Linked DNA regions of Rattus norvegicus: region 1 is linked to region 2. The links are chromatin contacts, called in public Hi-C maps. All regions are on one chromosome and are shown on one strand. Each heading gives the region's core, a stretch centred on a gene start, on an enhancer-like site or on the middle of the called end of the contact. The rest is flanking DNA. Distances are from core to core; before and after follow the strand shown. Region 1 overlaps Antxr1 (ANTXR cell adhesion molecule 1). Region 2 has its middle 60 kb from the start of Gfpt1.

Region 1 (2,853 bases), core at 119-2,618, 200 kb before region 2:
CTTTAGACCAAATATGAGGCCTCCTTTTTAGCGTCTGTCACACATTTCTTAAGCAAGGGACACATGGAGAGTCAATTTCCGTGCAATGGCCAAAAAGAAACGCACTGCAGAAATTCGCAGCGTCTTCTCCATTATGTGTGAAAAGAGATGTACAGAAGTGCTTGGCTCTTTGGTGCTATGAAAGTGAAGAGAAACAGAAATTGGCCAGTGTGAAAAATGAAGACATCCTACTACTGTCTGACTCAGCAGCACGAGAAGACGCAGGCGTGACAGATGGCGTGGGCAGTTACATAAGGACATAAATGTGGTCATAGGTGACGAGATCAAGGACCCTGGTCTGAGTGCACAAGCTTGGAGGAAAGTCGGGAAGCAGGTCGCTGTGCAGTGGGTAGTACCCAAGTCTGACTGTGGCTGGCGGGGGGAGGGGTATGAGGCGGCGGGGGGTGTCTGACTGCGGTACGCAGGAGTGAGGGCGGTGCCGTGTTTGAGCACCTAAGGAGGGAAGCACCTCAGGGTCTACCTTTTGTTTGTCCTCCATACCTTCATTTCCCACACTGAAGTAGCTGTTTTGATGACACTCTTTTTTCAAATTCTGTCCTTGGACCCTCAGTCTATGTCATTTCCCCACAAGTGACAATTTTGCATAGCAGCTTTGGGTGACATTGGTCCATCCCTTTTTAGCCTTCCAGGAGATGCACTGCAGCTCTCATGGGGTCATCTCTGAAGCCTGAGAGCACGAGACATGGACCCAGAGTCATGAAGTTCAGCCATAGGAGCGCCTTTTAAGACAATTTAACATTTTCTGTCTTAACAGCAATGTCACTATTTTTGTTGTTGTTGAATTTGCACCAAAAATACCAGTAATTGATATGCAAAAAAATGTGTGTAAGCTTTTCCTGGTTGTGTACATGAGTGAGTGCATGTGAGCATGTGCAGTGTGTGTACATGTGTTTGCTTGTGCATGTGTGTGTATGTGTGGTATGAGAGTACGTGTGTACATGGTGCGTGCGTGTAAAACTGTGTGTGTGTGTGTGTGTGTGTGTGTGTGTGTGTGTGTGTTTGAAAGGCAGAGTGGAGAAGGGAGTACCTCTTTGGTTAAGATACCTTTTGAATCACGAGTCACAGAAAAGAGTGCACCTTATATCCTCACCCAGTGCCCGCTCACTTGCACAGCCTACTGAAGCCCCTGAAGCACTGTTTTCTGTTACTTTCCGCAGCACATTCTGGTTTTTCAATCTTATTATGCTTCATTTCTTTGAAAAAAAATTGGCGATCTCCCAGTAGCTAATTTCCCAACTCTCTAACTGCATTCTGCAGTGCGAGCGTCATTGTTTTCAAAGCCATCAGTTGGACTGACTAAGGGAAGTCATGTGGCAGGAGAGAACTCAAACATCATGGCTGCTGGAGGCTCCACGGCAGCAGATGGAGCAGGATGGTGTCCCCAGACAAGGGACAAAGAGAGGTGCTCAGATTGGCTTTGGATCTGAACTAGTGTTTAGAGAAGTTGAAGTGGAAGCAAGAGTCAAGGTCCAGGAGGGAGGCTTGGCTGTGCCCACAAGAAAACAGTTGATAAAGGCCTGGGCCAAAATGGGGCTCCAACTTGTTAGGGTGTAGAAAGAGAAGAGGAGAAAAAGAGGGGGGAGAGAATCTGGGAGAGAGTACTCACTCACTGGCAAGGAAGCTTGGGGCTAATTTTGGGTCCACCCAGTGTCTCTGAAGCTACTGAGCATATCCATACCTACCCAGGACCCGAGAGGGCCACTGGCATCAGTGACTTAACCAGGTGTGGCTAAGGATGAGCGGGGCTGACCATTTTGTAATCTCTGTCTTAGCTGCCTTGGCCTCCCGGGGTTAGCAGTCACTGGTGGCAGATCCAGCCGAATGTGCCTGTATTTCCTTTTCACTGTGCCCTGGTTGCTCATACAGCAGATGTGTTTTCAAGGCGTTTAACCACAGGGTTAGAGACTCTCGGGAGCAGAAAAGAATGTCCTTTTGTTCAGAAAACAATTGGGTAACATTTCTGATTCTGCTGTTGCCCCTCTTTGTGTACACATCGGGCCCTCGGAAGTGACTGGACTGTCACCCGAAGGCAAGGCCAGGTTGCTCCATACAGAATCCCTCACAGAGTGTGACATCAAATGTTTCTTGATTTTTTAAAAAATCATATTTCAAGTACTGGAGGCAGAAAAACAAAATGCTCTCCACAGTGATCACCTGCAGGGGCTTACAATGCAGACCAGAGGCTTTCCTCCCTGGGGAGTGGCAAGCCCTTTCACAAACCCACTTCAGTAGATTCTGGGTGAGGACATTGACCTTGGCTCTAATTGGATCCCAAGTGCACCACATGAATCTTCCAATAGACATTTCTGTAATGCTGGGTCCAGGCAGGATTCCTGGGAGGCTTTTTTAATTCCAATTATGAAGAGAACTGTGCTTGCAGAAGAGAGACACAAAGTCCCCAGAAGAGACCCTTTGCTAGTCTCAGTACCTCTCAAACCTACCATGTCCATGGGAACAAACATCTTTTGGTACTTTTTATATTGGGTTTAGAAGGAAATTCTAGATTCTACCTTGCAGCTTAAATAGCTAGGTTAATCCAACATGGCTGACCCTTAAAAAGACAAAGGTGACATGAGATATGTCATATGATTAAAAACATACAATGGGTGGAGAAAAGCTGAACTTGAAGACAAGCTGCCATTTTCCCGGATAGCACCGAGCTTCTCACGGTTGGGATCAGGAATCTGATTCTAGGCTTTAAGTGAGAGTGGCCACAAGTCTGAGCTCCCAAGGGTCAGTTACGCTGGGAGGAGCCTCTAGGGCAGTTTCTAACTGGAAAATCAGCCAAAAGGC
Region 2 (2,700 bases), core at 147-2,646:
TCAGGGAGCTCTGTCCCCCTCCGTGTTTTCCGGGACTGGTAGCTTGCTGCCCCCTGCTGGCCAACCTGCTGTGAAAGATACTCCAAGCAGTCCTTTCCTGAAACCCTCTTCAGGGCCATACTCCCTGGGCAGTGGAAGCAAGAGGGCCCCAAGAACACCTGAAAATCAAAGCCTTTTTCTGGGTCCGCCCCACCTGAAGAACTGTGGTTGCCGAAGCCTCCGGTGTGATCCAACCAGGGGTGTTGGAGTGGTCTCCCATCTTTGCCCCTTCTTTTCTAGAGCTCAGGTCTGAGCAACACTGTCACAGTCTCCATTACTGAGCTTTCCTCACACTGTGACAGTGGCTGGACAACAGGTACCAGCACTCACTTCCTATAGGCAACACCTTCCTGGGAGGTGCCTTAGACCCTCAGGCAAGCTGCTCCTGTGTGGTTCTCAGTTTGGCCACTTGGACTAACATACCTGTAAGATTTATAATGGTGATCTGTTTTGACATTTCAAAGCAACAGTCTTTCCAGTTATTAATAAAGTGTTGATTGACCATATATGAGAAAAGCAATGAGTGACAGCACGGTATTCCAGTCCTGTCTTCCCTAAAGGACTGTGACCCCAGAAGTGGCCTCTGTGGATAATGCAGTGCCTGAGCTTAGAAATGGGCCCTCGCAACTTCCCAAGGGCCTAGGGACCCCAGAAGACAGAAAGAAAGACCTTGGGAGAGCATAGGCTACTCCCAGCTTCTGGACTAAATGCAAATACTCCAGCTACTGATGTTTCTGGCCACTTTCTAAGTTCCCAGGTAAAGGATGCCCAAAAGCACCTTCTTCAGAACCTAAATTTCTAAACCTTGTAAGCTGGAATGTATAGTTTACAGGCAGGGCACTTACTCACCCAGCATATGAGGCCCCTATCCGCAGAACTGGCATAGGAGAACTGTCCTTCTAGAGATTGGAGATGGAAGTAGTAATGCTGTCCGCTGGGGCAGAATCTGGGGCTCTCTGGATTTGTGGATGCTGAAGGAGGATCCACTGGCCCCTGGATCTTCCTTTGCCTTCTCCAGCTATATGATCCAAAAATAAACCCTTTTCAGCTACAAGAGCCCGTCTCACAGCCCCTCTGCTTCAGTTCAGTTAGAGAATTATATCGAGGCCTCTCACACATCAGTATTTAAGACTTCACAGATAACCAGACAGGGCTTAAGATGGGGAGGGGGTACATGTCTAGACAGTGACCCATGAAGGCCGCAGGGCCCGGGGGAGAAGGATGGGTGAGTAGAATACAGGTTGTGACTAGAATATCAACAGAATTGAAGGAGAAATCTCTATTTCTGAATGCTCTCTTGGGGGCCAGCCCAGCAGACTCCCGTTCTGTGAAAGGCCTGCTTTGTGCTTTCATGCTGCTTGGCCATCGCCTGCCCCACCCCCACCAAGTGCCTCTTACTCTACCCTTCTAGATATCAGTGCTTAACACTCTAGTTCCAAGTGTTTTGGTGTCGGAAAGCAATTGCAATAATAAAATTCTTCCCAAGTTAAAATGGCATGAAGAGGGCCCTGCGGACTGAGGTTTATTAAATATGAAGTATGCTTGTCAGAGAAAAAAACTTTGTTTTTATAAACAGTAGAAGTGTTGCCATGGTAACATTGCTTGGTTTGCTCTGCAACCCATAGAAGCCTCAAAGCCAAATTATGGCTGTCTCTCCCTCTGCTTGCCTACATTCTAGAATCATTGAAGCCAAAATTCCATGATTTGCCTGCCCACTTTCCAAGCCTAGAAAATATCATTTTAAAAGTCCTAGGGAAGCAGTGACAACAACCGCCAAAATTTCTAAATGAAAGTTATTTCTCACACACACACACACACACACACACACACAAACACACACAAAGACACATTCTGTCTGCCAGTTACAGTATGCCTCTCCTTTTTAAAATGCTTTTTATTTTATGTAGCCCAAGTTTCCTTGGACCTTACAAGCTCTCATGGTCAAAGAAATAGCATCATCATGTGACCCACAGTGACCCCTTTCCCCTCTCAGTCTTTTCCACATCTGCTCACAAAGGCTGTGAGCCTCCTACACATGCTTCTGAGAACCCCGGGGAGCAGGCAGGGAGGGTGAGTAGATGTGGTATTGACAAAAATCTACTTTCCAGGGCCAGTGTGGCCTATCCACATCAATGTCCTGTTTCTCCCACTGAGACCTCCAGAAGCCAAGCCTTTGACGATGTGTGAAGCAGCCCCAAAAAGTACTTCCCATCTCCGTGTGTCACGCTCTGTGCCCTCTGTCATGCTGGCACTTTTTCAGTGGTCAACTTAAACTATACTCGAATGCCCCTACCATGAAGAGAACCCAGCACCCATCCAATGGCCAGGATATGGTGACTCCTCTTAAGACTATGTCCCCTACACACAACTGCCCGTGAAGTCTGGAATCTTCTAGACAGCCATGTTGGATGCACGTCTTTACCCTTTGCCCCAAGCAGCGATTCCCTTTTCTTACACCACTAAAGAGTGTAAGAGCGGCAGCCGCCCTCTGGATGGCTCCATCGGATGGGGCAGAGAGGAGCTGGGATCCAGCAGAGGAAAGGGCTGCTCGGCTCCAAGAGAAAAGTAAATTGACAGCAGATTATTTTCCTACTGTGTGTCCCACTTCAGTGTTTGCCACATTGCGCTCCATGGTCCAACCCTCTAAAGGACGGGAGCCTT

What was found. A called contact is a pair of places that touch in the nucleus more often than the background predicts.
Region 1: a Hi-C map of the A7r5 cell line shows a contact between it and region 2, with 6 times the contacts expected there. The contact joins two enhancer-like sites. A contact is called at or near these places in 8 of 12 Hi-C or Micro-C datasets (the A7r5 cell line, Schwann cells, hepatocytes and 3 more).

The regions. Positions count from the first base shown.
Region 1 is chr4:121,315,791-121,318,643 of GRCr8, reverse strand. The region is part of intron 1 of Antxr1 (ANTXR cell adhesion molecule 1); the gene reads left to right. Among named protein-coding and RNA genes, the nearest start is that of Antxr1, 18 kb to the left of the region's middle. Within about 2 kb of position 1,368, at least 35 of the 93 cell types and tissues checked have an H3K27ac peak or open chromatin away from gene starts, as enhancers often do. A contact at or near this core is called in the A7r5 cell line and Schwann cells, where this site is marked.
Region 2 is chr4:121,113,022-121,115,721 of GRCr8, reverse strand. No RefSeq gene overlaps it. Among named protein-coding and RNA genes, the nearest start is that of Gfpt1, 60 kb to the right of the region's middle. Within about 2 kb of position 1,396, at least 50 of the 93 cell types and tissues checked have an H3K27ac peak or open chromatin away from gene starts, as enhancers often do. A contact at or near this core is called in the A7r5 cell line and Schwann cells, where this site is marked.